Regions from separate parts of the Rattus norvegicus genome. Here region 1 is linked to region 2. The links are chromatin contacts, called in public Hi-C maps. All regions are on one chromosome and are shown on one strand. Each heading gives the region's core, a stretch centred on a gene start, on an enhancer-like site or on the middle of the called end of the contact. The rest is flanking DNA. Distances are from core to core; before and after follow the strand shown. Region 1 holds the start of Spry2 (sprouty RTK signaling antagonist 2). Region 2 holds the start of Rbm26 (RNA binding motif protein 26).

Evidence for each region. Hi-C and Micro-C count contacts between places; a contact is called where the count stands out from the background.
Region 1: a contact with region 2 is called in a Hi-C map of the A7r5 cell line, with 2.9 times the contacts expected there. The contact joins the promoter of Spry2 here to the promoter of Rbm26 in region 2. A contact is called at or near these places in 2 of 12 Hi-C or Micro-C datasets (the A7r5 cell line and mammary epithelial cells) and 1 of 1 datasets of contacts at active chromatin or transcription factors (oligodendrocytes).

What each region holds. Positions count from the first base shown.
Region 1 is chr15:89,106,674-89,113,208 of GRCr8, reverse strand. It overlaps Spry2 (sprouty RTK signaling antagonist 2), which reads left to right and starts at 1,283. Exons shown (of 2, transcript NM_001393836.1): 1 at 1,283-1,807; 2 at 4,551-6,400. The coding sequence starts at 4,602. The coding sequence ends at 5,546.
Region 2 is chr15:88,375,088-88,382,022 of GRCr8, reverse strand. Rbm26 (RNA binding motif protein 26) reads left to right here and starts at 3,337. Exons shown (of 21, transcript NM_001277160.1): 1 at 3,337-3,765. The coding sequence starts at 3,695.

The DNA.
Region 1 (6,535 bases), core at 34-2,533, 730 kb before region 2:
AGTCCAGCCACGGCCAGAGCGTATGTATTTTCTGTATTTTAAATAGTTAACTATAGTCCGCTTCCAACAAGAACAGGAGGAACATATATGAGAATGTTCTAGGTGACAGATAGTGGGATTTGAAAGATGACGCTCTTTTTATTTATGGTTTCGCGAAGGAGGACTTCTGTAGGGAAACAGACCCCCCCCCCATTTCGGAAGTCCATGATGTCGCCCTGAGTAATCGCGTGGGTATTACAGAATTAATTTAAAAGGTTTTTTGCATCGAGCAAAACAATACAAAAAAAATCTTCAAAAGGCCTCCATCTATAGATAACCCCTCTTAAAAATGAAATTCTAACAAACTACAAGTCCACACACAATCAAAAGCCAATCCCAGTCAGAGCAGAAGGGACTTGAAACCCGAATCTACATTCCGTTCCTCCCGTACAAGGCTCGGAGGTGGGGGAGGCGGGCTGTGCTGGTGCCCGGTGTATAATCGGGTTAATCCAGTAGACAAAGAATAAACCAATAGCCCTCCCACCTCACTTCCCGCTCCCCTTTCCCTCCCCCTCCTGCTCCCACCCCCACCCTCTTCGCCCCCTGGGCATCGGTGGGGGGTGGGGTGGGGGAAACACAGGAGAGAAGAGGTAGAACCGAAATGGATTCCAAATCGAATCCAAAAAGCTGCAGCTCGGCTTTCCACGCTAAGGCTGTGCGGCCGGGTTAGTTTGCAACGTCCCTCCTTCTCCTCTCCCGGCGGCGAGGAAGAAAGTTCCCTAAGTGAGCCCCAGCCCGCGGCTCGTGGCCTCTGGGGGGGAAACCCTTAAGGTCAGTGTTTCCTTGAAACTAGATAAACTGACCTCGCGGCGGCCAGCGCGGCCCCGCGTGACGGCGCCCGGGCTGCAGGAGCGACTGGGGACGCGCGGGGCGGCGCGGTTGCCCTTTTGAATGCCTCCTGCGGCTCGGAGCGCTGGCGGGCGCTGGAGTGCGAGTGAATGTAGCCCCGCGGAGCCAATGAGCTGGGACCGGATGCGATATATCCTCTGGGACAACAACTGCTCTGTTCCGCCTCGGATCCACATGACGCCATTTACTGCTGCCGCGGCCGCTGCAAAGCTCCCTGCCTCCTCCGGAAAGGCGAGGGCGCAGGCCAGCGGCGCCCCCCCGCCCGCCCCCCATCCCCGGCCGGGCCCCAGACCCTCCTCCCCCGCCGCCTCCTCCTCCCCCTCCGCACCCCCACCCCCGCCTCGGCTTCGCCGCCGCGCCTCCGCAACGCCCAGTCTGCACGAGCGAGAGCTGCGCGCCGCAGCGCCAGCGGAGGAGAGGGGCCGGCGGAGCGCGCAGCGCCCAGGCCCCCGCGCGCGCCCGGCCCGGCCCGCGGCCCCGCGCCTGCCTCCGCTCGGAAGCAGCCCCGGGCCCCCAGGACTTGGCGAGCTGGCCTTAGGTTCTTTGTAAGGCCGTGCTCGCCTCGCTTTCTCTCATCGACCAGGAAAAAAAAAAGAGAGACTCGCCAACGTTGGCGCTTCGGCCTCTTGTTCATTGAGAAAAAAAAAGGGAAAGAAAAAAAAAAGGCAGAGGAAATACTCCGCGTGCGCTTCTGGAACGGAGGTCATCTCTCTAGCTCGGAATCCGGGAGGGTTCCAACGGTGGAGGATTTGGCTTCCAAATTTTCCCGTGGTTTTAATCCTCCCACCGACTGCTTGGAAGTTGGACTGAAGCAGAGTTTGGAGAGAAGGAAAAAGTTTGCATCGGGACTGGATTTATTTGCACATCGCTGGAAGAAGAGAATCCAAGGGAGAGGGGTTGGTGCAAAGCCGCGATCACGGTGAGGAGCATTTGGCTTTTCCCCTTCTGGAACCACAGCCGGCCGGGAGTGGGGTCCGGGTTCCTCTCTCCCCCTAAACCCGCAGGCTTCCCGGGAGGATCAGGAAGCTATCCCGCGGATCTGCTTCGCCTAGAACAGGGGTTCGGCCACGGCCGGGCTACAGGGTGCGCCGGTGCAGTGTCCCCCGTCCCGCGACAGCTCACTCTCTTGCGGGGTTTGGGGCGTTGGACCGCTTCACTGCGTTCTACTCCTACCCCTGCATTGGCGACGATTCAGTCGCCGAGAGCCTTAGAGGGAGGGAAAACACTTTGTGTTTTCCAGGTCGCTGTTGCAGGCTCTGGCATTGCTAACCTGTTCTTCCATTCGGTGGAGGCTAAGTTATAGGAGAGCTAGCCTGCGGCGGGGGCGCCTGTGGGGTTGGGGTACTGGGCTTCTCACCTCTCCACCTCACCGGGGCCGAAGCCCGGCGGGCGAGCAGAGGGTAGAGTGCCAAGCGGAGGGAGTCCCCGCCTCTGCCCGGTGTGGACAGTCTAGCCCGGTGCGGGTGGGAGCGTCGCCCAGCCTGGCGCCGCGTCTCTGCGGTTCGGAAGTGCAGCTTTCTCTTTTTTTCCGTTCTTCGTGGTCGGCCTAGGTCACGCTTTTTTTTTTTTTTAAATATATTTGGACACTTAGGCTGACCTAGACAGGAAGAGAGTTATCAAGTGGTCGCGGTCGGTTTCCATTACCTGAAAGTAGGTGGCAAAATAAAAAGGCTAGTTCCCCCCTCCCTCTTTTGTGTTACTGTTTTTAAGATTTGGAGTCTTAACGCCTTTTTTACAAAGGGGTTTCTGTGTCGGTTTGCCCCACCCTAGTGCTGAAGTCCTTTCCCCCTAATCCTTAGTCTGATCACACACTGTTCTTAATGGGGGTTTCAAAGCACTCTCAAAGGGGGAGGGAGAGGAACTGGGAGAGCGCAGAAGGGTGGAAGGGGGGCGCCTGCGATGGAGGCGGCCAGGGATCTGTAGAAATCACTTTTTTTTTCTTCCGAAGATGCTACTTTCCCTAGCAATCAGGTCCTCACGGAAAGTTTCCAGTCCGGGGGCTCAGAGTTCTGCATGCCTGGCGTGTGCAGTCTGGCTCTGGATAAAGCTATTTTTCTTTCGTTTTAAGAATCATGTCTTATTCCTGATCTAAAAAGAGGTAGGCGTGTGCAGATTGCAGACAGTGCCCGCTCCGGTCATTGCACCGTGGAGTCGCCCTGGGAGCGTGGGTCTATAAGACCTCCGTGCAAGCTGTGCGTCCTGAGCCAGGCTCTCTTCCTCAGGGCGTCGGATTTGGAAACTTGTGAGGACAGGCGTTTTGAGGGCCTTCGCTGAAACACCTTGTGGTGACCTTGCAGCGGGGGTGGGCGTGTTAAGAGTGGCTCCCCCTCTTGGGGCTGGATGGCAGTTCCTCTTGGGTTGGGGGAAATTTTAGCCGCGGGGGTGGAGGAGGGGGAAGTGTGCTCGTGCCTTGCATGACACGTCCCCTTCGGAGGCGCCCGCGCCCCCTGCCTGCCTGAGCTTCTGCGGATTGTACACGGGAGGGGCCGGTCTGGCCCTTGGACCGCATCAGTCGGCTTGGAGAAAAGTCCCCCGGGGTTCTGGCTGAGTCCCACCTGCTGGGGACTGTGTGGGGGCGCTGATAGAGCCGATAAACGGGTTGGGTTGAAAGCGAAGAACAGCCTTGTGTACCTTGCTGTTGGAGGTGAGCAGATCCGGTTTTCAGCTCTGCCTGGTTTGTCACCTGCCTTGTTCGCTGTCCTTTTCCAAAAAGCAGAGGTTGGATTAAAAATCCGGTTTTGCATCTTTCCCTTTGTATTTTCATGTGGACTCGGGTGAGGGGATGGGATGGTACTTCCTAGACCGAAGCATGACTGTAATTTTTAAGTTCACTTGACAAGATCATAGGTTTCCACTGTAACACTTCAGATTTCTAAAACTTTTCTTGTTGCTGCTACTTGCTTGGTGCTCTCGGGTATTTTTCAACACGAGGAAATAATTTATTTTTTGCATGCTTTATTTGTAAAACAAGAGAATGACTTGTGGTTCAGAACCTAAGGCATGCATAGGCTTTGGGTCTTGTAGGATGTTTGGTTCACGAGTTGTGGTCTTATATGAGTTTGTTTTCCTGTGCTACCTAGTGGGATCCGAAATGATTTATTTTAATTATATAACTTTGTGCTAACATGCTTATTTAAAATTTCACCTTAATTGCCCTTGAAATGTACTTTTTATGTCCTAGTCGTCCTAGGAGATTGGGAAGAGACAGTGATTATTACTCATAGTGCAAGGGTGATGTAAAAACCCAATTTAATCGGTACTTATTAGTGTTTAATGTAAAAATGATCATGTCAGACAAACCCGTTTCAAAATCTGCAAGGTATGTCTCTGAAATTGTTGGTAGCACTGTTAGGCATGCTCCAGTGTCGATTTCCAATTTTTTACACTGAACCCAAGCTCTTTAAATTGCCTGTTTATTTGAGTAAAGGATCCAGTGGATTGATGGTCTCTGCCCTTCCTAAGATTACAGGACTGTCAGTGCCTAGCCATCATTTTCACTTTTGAGAACGTACCTTGATCGGTCGGCTGTTCTACTCGCCACTACCAGCGCCTATCCAGTCCTATTTCTCCAGAGGTTGTGGGAAGTGAAGAGTCAAGTCCGGTGGGTGGAGAATGGGAAGTCTTAGAGTGTAAACCATTTTCTTTCCTCTTGGTTTCCCCAGGAGTTCAGATGTGTTCTAAGCCTGCTGGAGTGAACACACCGCCAAGATCTGATGGAGGCCAGAGCTCAGAGCGGCAGCGGGTCGCAGCCTTTGCTGCAGTCACCCCATGACAGTGGCAGGCAGCGTGGGGAGCCGGACCCCAGAGATGCCCTTACCCAGCAGGTACATGTCTTGTCTCTGGATCAGATCAGAGCCATCCGAAACACCAATGAGTACACAGAGGGGCCTACTGTGGTCCCAAGACCTGGGCTCAAGCCTGCTCCTCGCCCCTCCACCCAGCACAAACATGAAAGACTCCACGGTCTGCCCGAGCACCGCCAGCCTCCCAGGCTCCAGCCCACGCAGGTCCATTCTTCCCGGGCCGCTCTGTCCAGGTCCGTCAGCACCGTCAGCTCAGGGTCTCGGAGCAGTACAAGGACAAGTACCAGCAGCAGCTCTTCGGAACAGAGACTGTTAGGATCATCCTTCTCCCCTGGGCCTGCTGTTGATGGGATAATCCGAGTGCAGCCTAAATCTGAGCTCAAATCCGGTGAGCTTAAGCCACTGAGCAGAGACGATTTGGGTCTGCATGCATACAGGTGTGAGGACTGTGGCAAGTGCAAGTGTAAGGAGTGCACCTACCCGAGGCCCCTGCCATCGGACTGGATCTGTGACAAGCAGTGCCTTTGCTCAGCCCAGAACGTCATTGACTATGGGACTTGTGTGTGCTGTGTGAAAGGTCTCTTCTATCACTGCTCCAATGACGACGAGGACAATTGTGCTGACAACCCGTGTTCTTGCAGCCAGTCTCACTGTTGTACGCGATGGTCAGCGATGGGTGTCATGTCCCTCTTTCTGCCTTGTTTATGGTGTTACCTTCCAGCCAAGGGTTGCCTTAAATTGTGCCAGGGGTGTTATGACCGAGTGAACAGGCCTGGATGTCGTTGTAAAAACTCAAATACAGTTTGCTGCAAAGTTCCCACTGTCCCCCCAAGGAACTTTGAAAAGCCGACATAGCGTTATTAATCAGGAATACTGCAGTAATGAGGATTGTTGCCCCACCCCCACCCCCTTCTTTTTAACACACATACACAACCTACTAAACAGTTGTAATCGTGGCACTGTTCATAGAGGGTTAGGGAATTTGTGGTTTGCAGTGAGATGCTTTTCTTTCTTTTTTCCTTTTTTTTTTTCCTCTGTCCATGTGCCATTTTTTAACTGATACGCTTGCTAGAGAGTTCAGCTAGTCGGAACGCCAGGGAAAGGCGACAGAAGTTGGTGGCCCCACGTTATTGCATAAGCTAAAGCAGCAAACACCCCCAGGCGAAGTTTTCTCTTGTTTGTGAATAGCCCTTGCAGAGTTTGTAAATCAGCAGATGGCTCCCCGACCCCTCCTTGTTTTCTCCAGAGATAATGTGCTATATTTTTGTATATACGATAATATTTGCAACTGTGAAAAAAAACCAAGTTGTGCTATACTCCCGTGGCACAGTCACAAAATATTATACTAATATGCTGTACATTCGGAAGAATGTGACGATCGGTATGTTTTAGATTGTATTTTGCCTTACAGGAAGCCTTTATTGTAAGACGCTGACTTCCCTTTGGACTTGATGTATATTGTACAGTTACAGTAAAATTCAACCTTTATTTTCTAATTTTTTCAACATATTGTTTAGTGTAAAGAATATTTATTTGAAGTTTTATTATTTTATAAAAAAAGAATATTTATTTTAAGAGGCATCATAAATTTTGCCCCTTTTATGAGGATGTGAGGGTTGCTGCAAAGGAGAGGTTACAGATGCTATGTTCAATATAAAATAGAAAATATATTAACGTTTGAAATTAAACTGACCTTGTTTTGTCTTGTTTTACCTGTTTTTTTGTTGTTGTTGCTGTTGTTGGTTTGTTTCAAATGCCAAAAGCCACATTTTACGTCAAGGTAATTCTCTCCAATAGGGTTGCTTATCTGGACAAGACTCCAGTTAGGGCAACTCCATGGCTTT
Region 2 (6,935 bases), core at 2,088-4,587:
GCCTGTTTTCTGAATTTATTTTTAAATTCTCAAATGTTAGTGCTGAGCAGTAGGCAAGGTGGTCTCATGAGTGTAATTTGCCCTGCGGTACTGAAAAGCCTTCAATAGTTTCTCACCATATCCTAGTCCAAGGAAAACTAGTTACCCTTTTTAACCTCCAAACTGACCATAGTCATTCTCCTTTTCCACACAACTTTACACTTTCCCACTTCCTACACGCTTTTAAAGATCTTGCTTTTTATTTGTATCAGGAACATTCCGCAAGCTAGCCTGAAATGTTCTGGTCTGTATTTTGTTTCACATGGCTAAGTTTTGTAACTGTTCACTTTTCCTAATATCAAAAAAAAAAAAGTATGTCCTTAAAGAAGCCATGTTTGAGCCCTCCTGTCCACAGTGTTGTAATGCTCTACGTTCTCTATTGTGCTTCAGAAAGCCTGATGTCTGAATGTTTGGAAGGTCAAAGGTTCTTATTTAGCCAGGTTTAATTTGAAAAAGCAGCATAGAGAAGAGGCATTAACACAACAGTAACTAAATCAACACGGTACTGGAGTAGTCGTGGACAAACAGACTCACTGAAAAGGAGGTCATAACCCAATTATGTATAAATGGGAATATAATGTATGGTAATAATATCTCACATCGTGGAAACGATAGACTTCTGAGGGGCAGGGTGGAGAAAAACAAACTCAGCAGCTAGAGATAAAAAGGACTCGGACTGCTCTGAAACCACTGAGCATGATAAGACTGTATTCATCAACTAAGAGAGAGCGAGCTGAAAGAACAGAAGTTAACCACACCAGGGAGAATGATCCCTGGGGCAGCGTAGTGGAAAGACTCAGAAAGACCCGGCAATGAGAGAGAAGAAAGCACAAAAAGATACAAGTCTGTAGAAAATGTATCATTACCACAGCCAGCTGAAACAGTTTCTCTTATGCTTCTTTCCCACTCCCAGTGGAGCTGCTAGCCTTTAAACAGTTTTTTTTTTATTGTTTCAGATATTATGCTAAGTCAAGAATCATAAAAGGGAATGAATTTAACCCGGCATATTTGGGGATGAGGAAGATTAGAAAACTGAAAGAAAATTTTAACTTCTATGTTTAGAAACTGAAAGACTAAGTCAAGCCATTGTCTAGGCTGTCAGTGAGGAAATGGAACACAAGCAATGAGGAATGTTATTCTGTGCAAGAGGAGGAACATTAACGGTAAAGGGGTCTGGAAAGACCAATGTATGTGGAAAATGTGAAGTAACAACATGCCAAATACTTAAATGTTCCTGCTGGCCGTAGTTAGTCTATTCTGAGTAGTACTGATGACTGCAGTGGTCAAATCTCTAACTCCGAGGAAAGAAAATGAAGTCATGAAGTGTTACAGATTGAATACAACGGCTAAGCAAGGAAAGCCTGGGAGCCCCTTGAGGAGATGCAGACTGGGAGCAACAAGCACTGTGCTGTGGAAGGAGGGAGGACAGCTATCACTCAGGGGTGAGGGAACACTTCCTAGAAGGCTTCATTTTGTCTTTCAGAATATAGCCAACCCTTACTACTTGAGGATTCTATATTCGTGAGTTTTCTTACTCTTTAGAATAGCTGTAACCCCCAAACCCAAGACTTGCGGTGGTTTTACAGTCCACTGTGTCCATACGCAGAGTGGTTAGAAATTCAAGTCCAGTGATGTGTTTAATTCTCAGCTGAAGTACAAGGGGATATCTTTATTCTTTTATTCAGTTCTCACAATGGAAACAAGTACCCATTTTGTGGTCCATTTGCTGTTTTATTTTCTTCATTTATGAGATTTTTTCCCCCCTTAGTGATTTTACTGTTTAAAATGTCTCTGTTCTCCATATGCAACAGTGAAGTGCTTTCTATGGTCCCAACACATAAGGCTTTGATGTATTTTACAGAGAAAAATACATGAATGAATGGGCTTTGTTTAAACATGTGTTACCTGCCAGTGAACACAAGTTCAATACTGATTCATCAATATTCGATATGGTGCCTTTAAACAGAAACATGATTCTCAGTAGTATATTATTTATACACTCTATATGTGACCTAATGTTTACCATTTTAATAATTGTATGTGTACAACTTCCTGGCATTAGATTTATAGTCAACCTGTTCAGCCACCAACACCATCCATCTCAGAACTATTATTGCAAACTGAAACTCTATCACTGAGACATAATTCCCAAGATTCCTCCTCTCTGCCTCCTGTTCTCTTTGGCTCCTGGCAACCACCATTCTGTATTCTGTCACTCTTGGGACTCTAGCAACCTTTATAAATGAAATTCTAAATATTTGTCTTTTCATATCTGCAGTATTTCAGTTAGCTAAATCCCCTTAATCGATACCCTGATTATTCATTAGCTTGAATCTGATTAACCTCTGACTGATGATATTGTATTTCAGAGCAAATATCTAGCTTTGAATTTTATAATTTTTTTTAGTTAACGCTTAAAGGACACTCCACTCCAGCATATTCTAAAGTCTCATCAAGAATTTCTTTATGGTTCAGTGACCAAGTCTTTAGATTTGTGAACTATTTTTCATTCTACTTGTAGTCCCTTGCCTACCAGTCTTTGGTCATCTCCTAACAATATTATATAATAGAATCAACTTGTTGGACCATTCATGATACATAGGATGCTGGTTTGAATGCTCTGCTTTGGTACATTGTAATTTCTTGGAGAAAAGTTGAATCTTTTCTAAATGAACAGAATTTAAAATGTAACAAAACTGTGTTTTAGCTAGGTTGGAAATCATTAAGGTTACATATTCTGGTTTGGGGGCATCCATAGGTCATTAGACCTTTACCAAAATGTCATGTACTTTGAGATAAGGACACTAATCCTCTGGAGGTCTCAGTGTGTCAGATTAGATCAGTCTATGTTTATCCATCGTGTGCACCGGGTAGCACACACAGAATATGGTACTGGAGGGTGCTGAGAAAGCTAAGGCAGGTTGCACGGTGCAGGAAACCTGCCAAAAGTGCTGGCCGTCTTCTCAACGAGCTCTTCCATCTTGCAGGACACCGTCTGGGAGTCAGCGGCCATTCCGTCCTTATGAAATAGGACGGCGCTTGTGGTTATTCACTACGAAGGCCGATCAAAGGGACTAAGGCCTCAACCCTTGCATATACAAAAACGCTACGGTCTCTACCCAGCGCACACTCGGCCGAATTTGCGTCTCTTCCCGGCATGCTCTGGGACGCACCGCGAGACTTCAATTAATTCTCGCGAGATTTATCGGCAGCCATCTTCTTGGGGGTGCTGGAAGCCGGGAAGACCCCCGAACCGTTCCCATTGAGCTGCCCTTCGTTTTCGCTTTCTTCACTTCTGCTCTGCCGCGTTGCCAGCAAGCACCTAATCCCAAAGCTGAGAGAAAAGTCCGGGTCTGAGCGCGTTCGGCTCTCCTTCGGGAAGATTCACTGGGGAGCGGGGCAGGGGGGAGGGCCCGGCAAACGGTTGCTGCCTCAGCCTGGGCCGGGGTCCGCAGAGGGGAAGCTCCCGGTACCCGGTGGGCGCGTGGCCTGCGGCGGCCCCGCCGAGGTGCTCGCCGACCGCGGCTCGCGGGAACTTGCCACCGGCACCTCCCACCGCGGCCCACGCGGACGGCGCGCGGAGGAGGGGGCGGCGGCGGCGGCGGCGGCGACCTGGGCGAGCGCAGGAGTGTGACCGGCCTCGGGGCCGCGGTGGATGGTTTCTAAGATGATCATTGAAAACTTCGAGGCGCTCAAATCCTGGCTCAGCAAGACCCTCGAGCCCATGTGAGTACCCCGGGGAGCTGTTGTTGCAGGGATGGCGGTGGTGGATTGGCGGACGCACGGATCGGTGCAGTTTTACTCAGAATGCCTGCGGTGGAGGCCGAAGCGCAGAACAGGGGTCCTAAGGCTCTGTTTTCTCTCTTCTCCCACCTTCGCGCCCGGGTTCAAGATAGCCAAAGCGGGAACTGTGCTTTATTTTAATGGTTGAACGGGTCTTTGAACTGGTGTGTCCTGCTTTCTTTTCCCCCGTTACATGGAGGCTGATACTAAACTTCCCCATACACCTGTGTTGTCTGAGGCCCTCCAGATCGGAGTCTTTGCTGATCCTCCTGGCCGTAGATTATCTTACAGTGTTTCTTTTAACGAAGTGAATGGCTTTTTATTTTTTTAAATTAGGGATTAGGGAAGTTCGAGTTTAAGGTTTTAGTTACAGTCCCTTAAAGAAAGGCCACGTCTTCCATGTGGTGTCTGGCTCATACGCACCTCATATTGATTGAAGATGTAACAGGTGCTAAATCCAGTAAACCCCCTACTTACACCCTACTAATTTGGAGAAGGAAAAAAAAAAAACCCTAAATCTCTATCCATATGGAATAGTTAGCAGTTTCAGGAGGAATTCAGTAGTTTGTGCGACTGTTGGAATGTTGAAAAATTTTAGGAAAAAATTATGGATTTATTTAATGCAAAATGCGTCATAGATACAATTTCTGCATCGTTGATTTACAATAGCAACTTAAGGTGCAGTGGCAGATAATTCACTTACTTAAATGCATGCATTAAGTTTTTACCGTGTACTGTGGGAAGCCTTGGGACAGGACTTTAAAATTCTCTCAGGTTAATAAGCTGCAATAAGATACACTTTGAGCTATGCCCAGTTATGACCATTATGATAGTATAGGACTATGTAAACTCGGTTTGGATGGGGCCTGCTGCTTCAGGGTTATTGGTCAGTGAAGCTGTCTGAGCAAGAAATGGTTAATAAAACTTAAAGAGGAAAAAGGATCTTCTGTGTCTGAGGAAGGCCGTGTTTTCAGAATGAAAGACCTAGTAGAGGACCTGATAGATGTGGTTTGTTCAAAAGAGAGAAAGAGTAGGGAAGAGAGGGGAAAGACATGGAATTAGTAGACAGGGGCTATAGGGGAGCTATATTCCAGGTCAGGAATCAAGATCTTATTTAACACACACTAGAAAAATAGGTTATTTAAAGCAGGCCAGGACTGATTTAACTTCAAATAAGGGTGTTTTGTGTAGACTTAAGTGGTAAGAGTTAAGTGAAGGAGCTCCTTTGCCGGGATGGCGGGCTGAGACTGATAGTGTGTTGGATGATGGTGGAGATGGAAGGAAGCACATGCACTTCACATGCAGGTCTGATAGAATGTCCTGAGAGAGTGATGTGGAGGAAAGGAAACACAATCAAGGATGAAGCCTGAAAGTTAGTTTTTACAGCTGCATGGATGCTGTAGAAGGCTGAGGGCAATCCAGGTGGGCAAGGGGATGGCTGATGGCATGCTGTGATGATGAAGTGTGAGGTCCTACTTACTCATCTTAAGTAAAGTTGGATCCTGGAGTCTAGAACTGGGGCCAGGACTAGAGAGGTATAACCTCATGCTAGTAGGATTGAAGCCATGAAATTGTGGGAGGTTTCCTGTGAACAATGTGTAGATAGGGAATAGACAGGATGGAGGTAGGAGGTATGGCAAGAGCAGGGGCTCATTAACTGATGGGATTCTACAGACTGATGCATGCAGTAAGTTCAAGCTCTTAGACTTGGCAGAGTGGCAGTCTTAGCAAAGGAGTTGACTAGAATGGAGTAGAGAGCTCACTTTCAGAGATCTGGAGGGTATAGCCTAGTGGTGGTGGCATGTGTGGCCTGCAAGGCCCAGATGGAGTCTTCAGTACCTTCCACTTCTAAATAAACAAAAAAGACATTTTCTTTCCTTGGGTAGGAAAGTCAGTGGTAACATATGTAACAGGTGATAGGGAGAACCCTGGGGCCTAATGACTAGCTTTGAATTGTGGGGAAACAACTCATTTACAAGTTATATAATATTGGAAAAGTCACTTAACTCAATGCTTGTGTTTCCGTCTGTAAAGTGGGGAAAATAATGAAAGAAATACATATATTCCTAAAATACTACCCAGTGTGTAATTAGCACATTTCAAGTCAACTGTACTGCCATTTCATGTCCTTTTCAATAACCTAAAACATATATACTTAGTGTATATGCTTTTAGTTTTTATTTAATTCAAAGAAAGCACATTTGTTGTAGCAACTACTCAGATGTCTGTTACTTTCCGTGATTACAGTAGAAAGTCATTGCTAGTAGAGCCTACAGTGGACTTTCTAATGCACATTGTTGTAAAATTAGCTCCTATCCTTCTTCTTTTAATTTGCATGTGTTCTTTATTCTTCTTCTAGGTGATGTCTTACAAAAGCTTAATTATTTACCATCTTTGGTTTCTAATGTTGGCTTTTTTACATAAAAGTTTTTTTGCATAGTTTTGACATGTAATTAATAAAATACATACTGTTTGAGGAAGGACTTTAAGAAGGAACTTTATATAGCTTTTAGCAGTTCATGATAGTGAAGTATCACATTTGTTTATTTAATTTTTTGACTAATCTGAACTTTGAATGTATTAGCAAAGTTTTGAGTACTTCACGTATGCTGTACTAATCAGTGTGGGAAATAGTATTTGGCAAGGGATGAAAAAACTTTTCATTTGTTAGGGAAGACAGATACTGAACAAGTAATTGTAATACTGTGTGTGCTAAAGAATTCTAATATGCTTTGGAAATAACATTATGTGGAGTTAAGAAAGGCTGCTTTGATATGACAGCAGTAGATCTCAGCCTGGAAGGATGAAGAACAGCTTTCTGGTTTCGGAGAACATATTTTATGAATGCCCTAAAAATGAGATGGGGGAACCCTGGAGAAACTAAAAGAAATTGAAAGAGCGGAGAAGGCTAGCAATGGTGAGGGGTGCCGAGGCGCCAGAGATCACACTCTGTTGAGTCCAGTTAATCATTTTGTGTGTTGCTGGGGTTTTTCCTAGAAGCCAGCCAAGGGTTTAGGGTAACTGAGTTTTGAGAGTGGTGGAGAGTGAGGTAGGAGGATAAAGACTGGATGCATTTTCAGTCCTAAGGACAAATATATGCATCTGGTTATTCA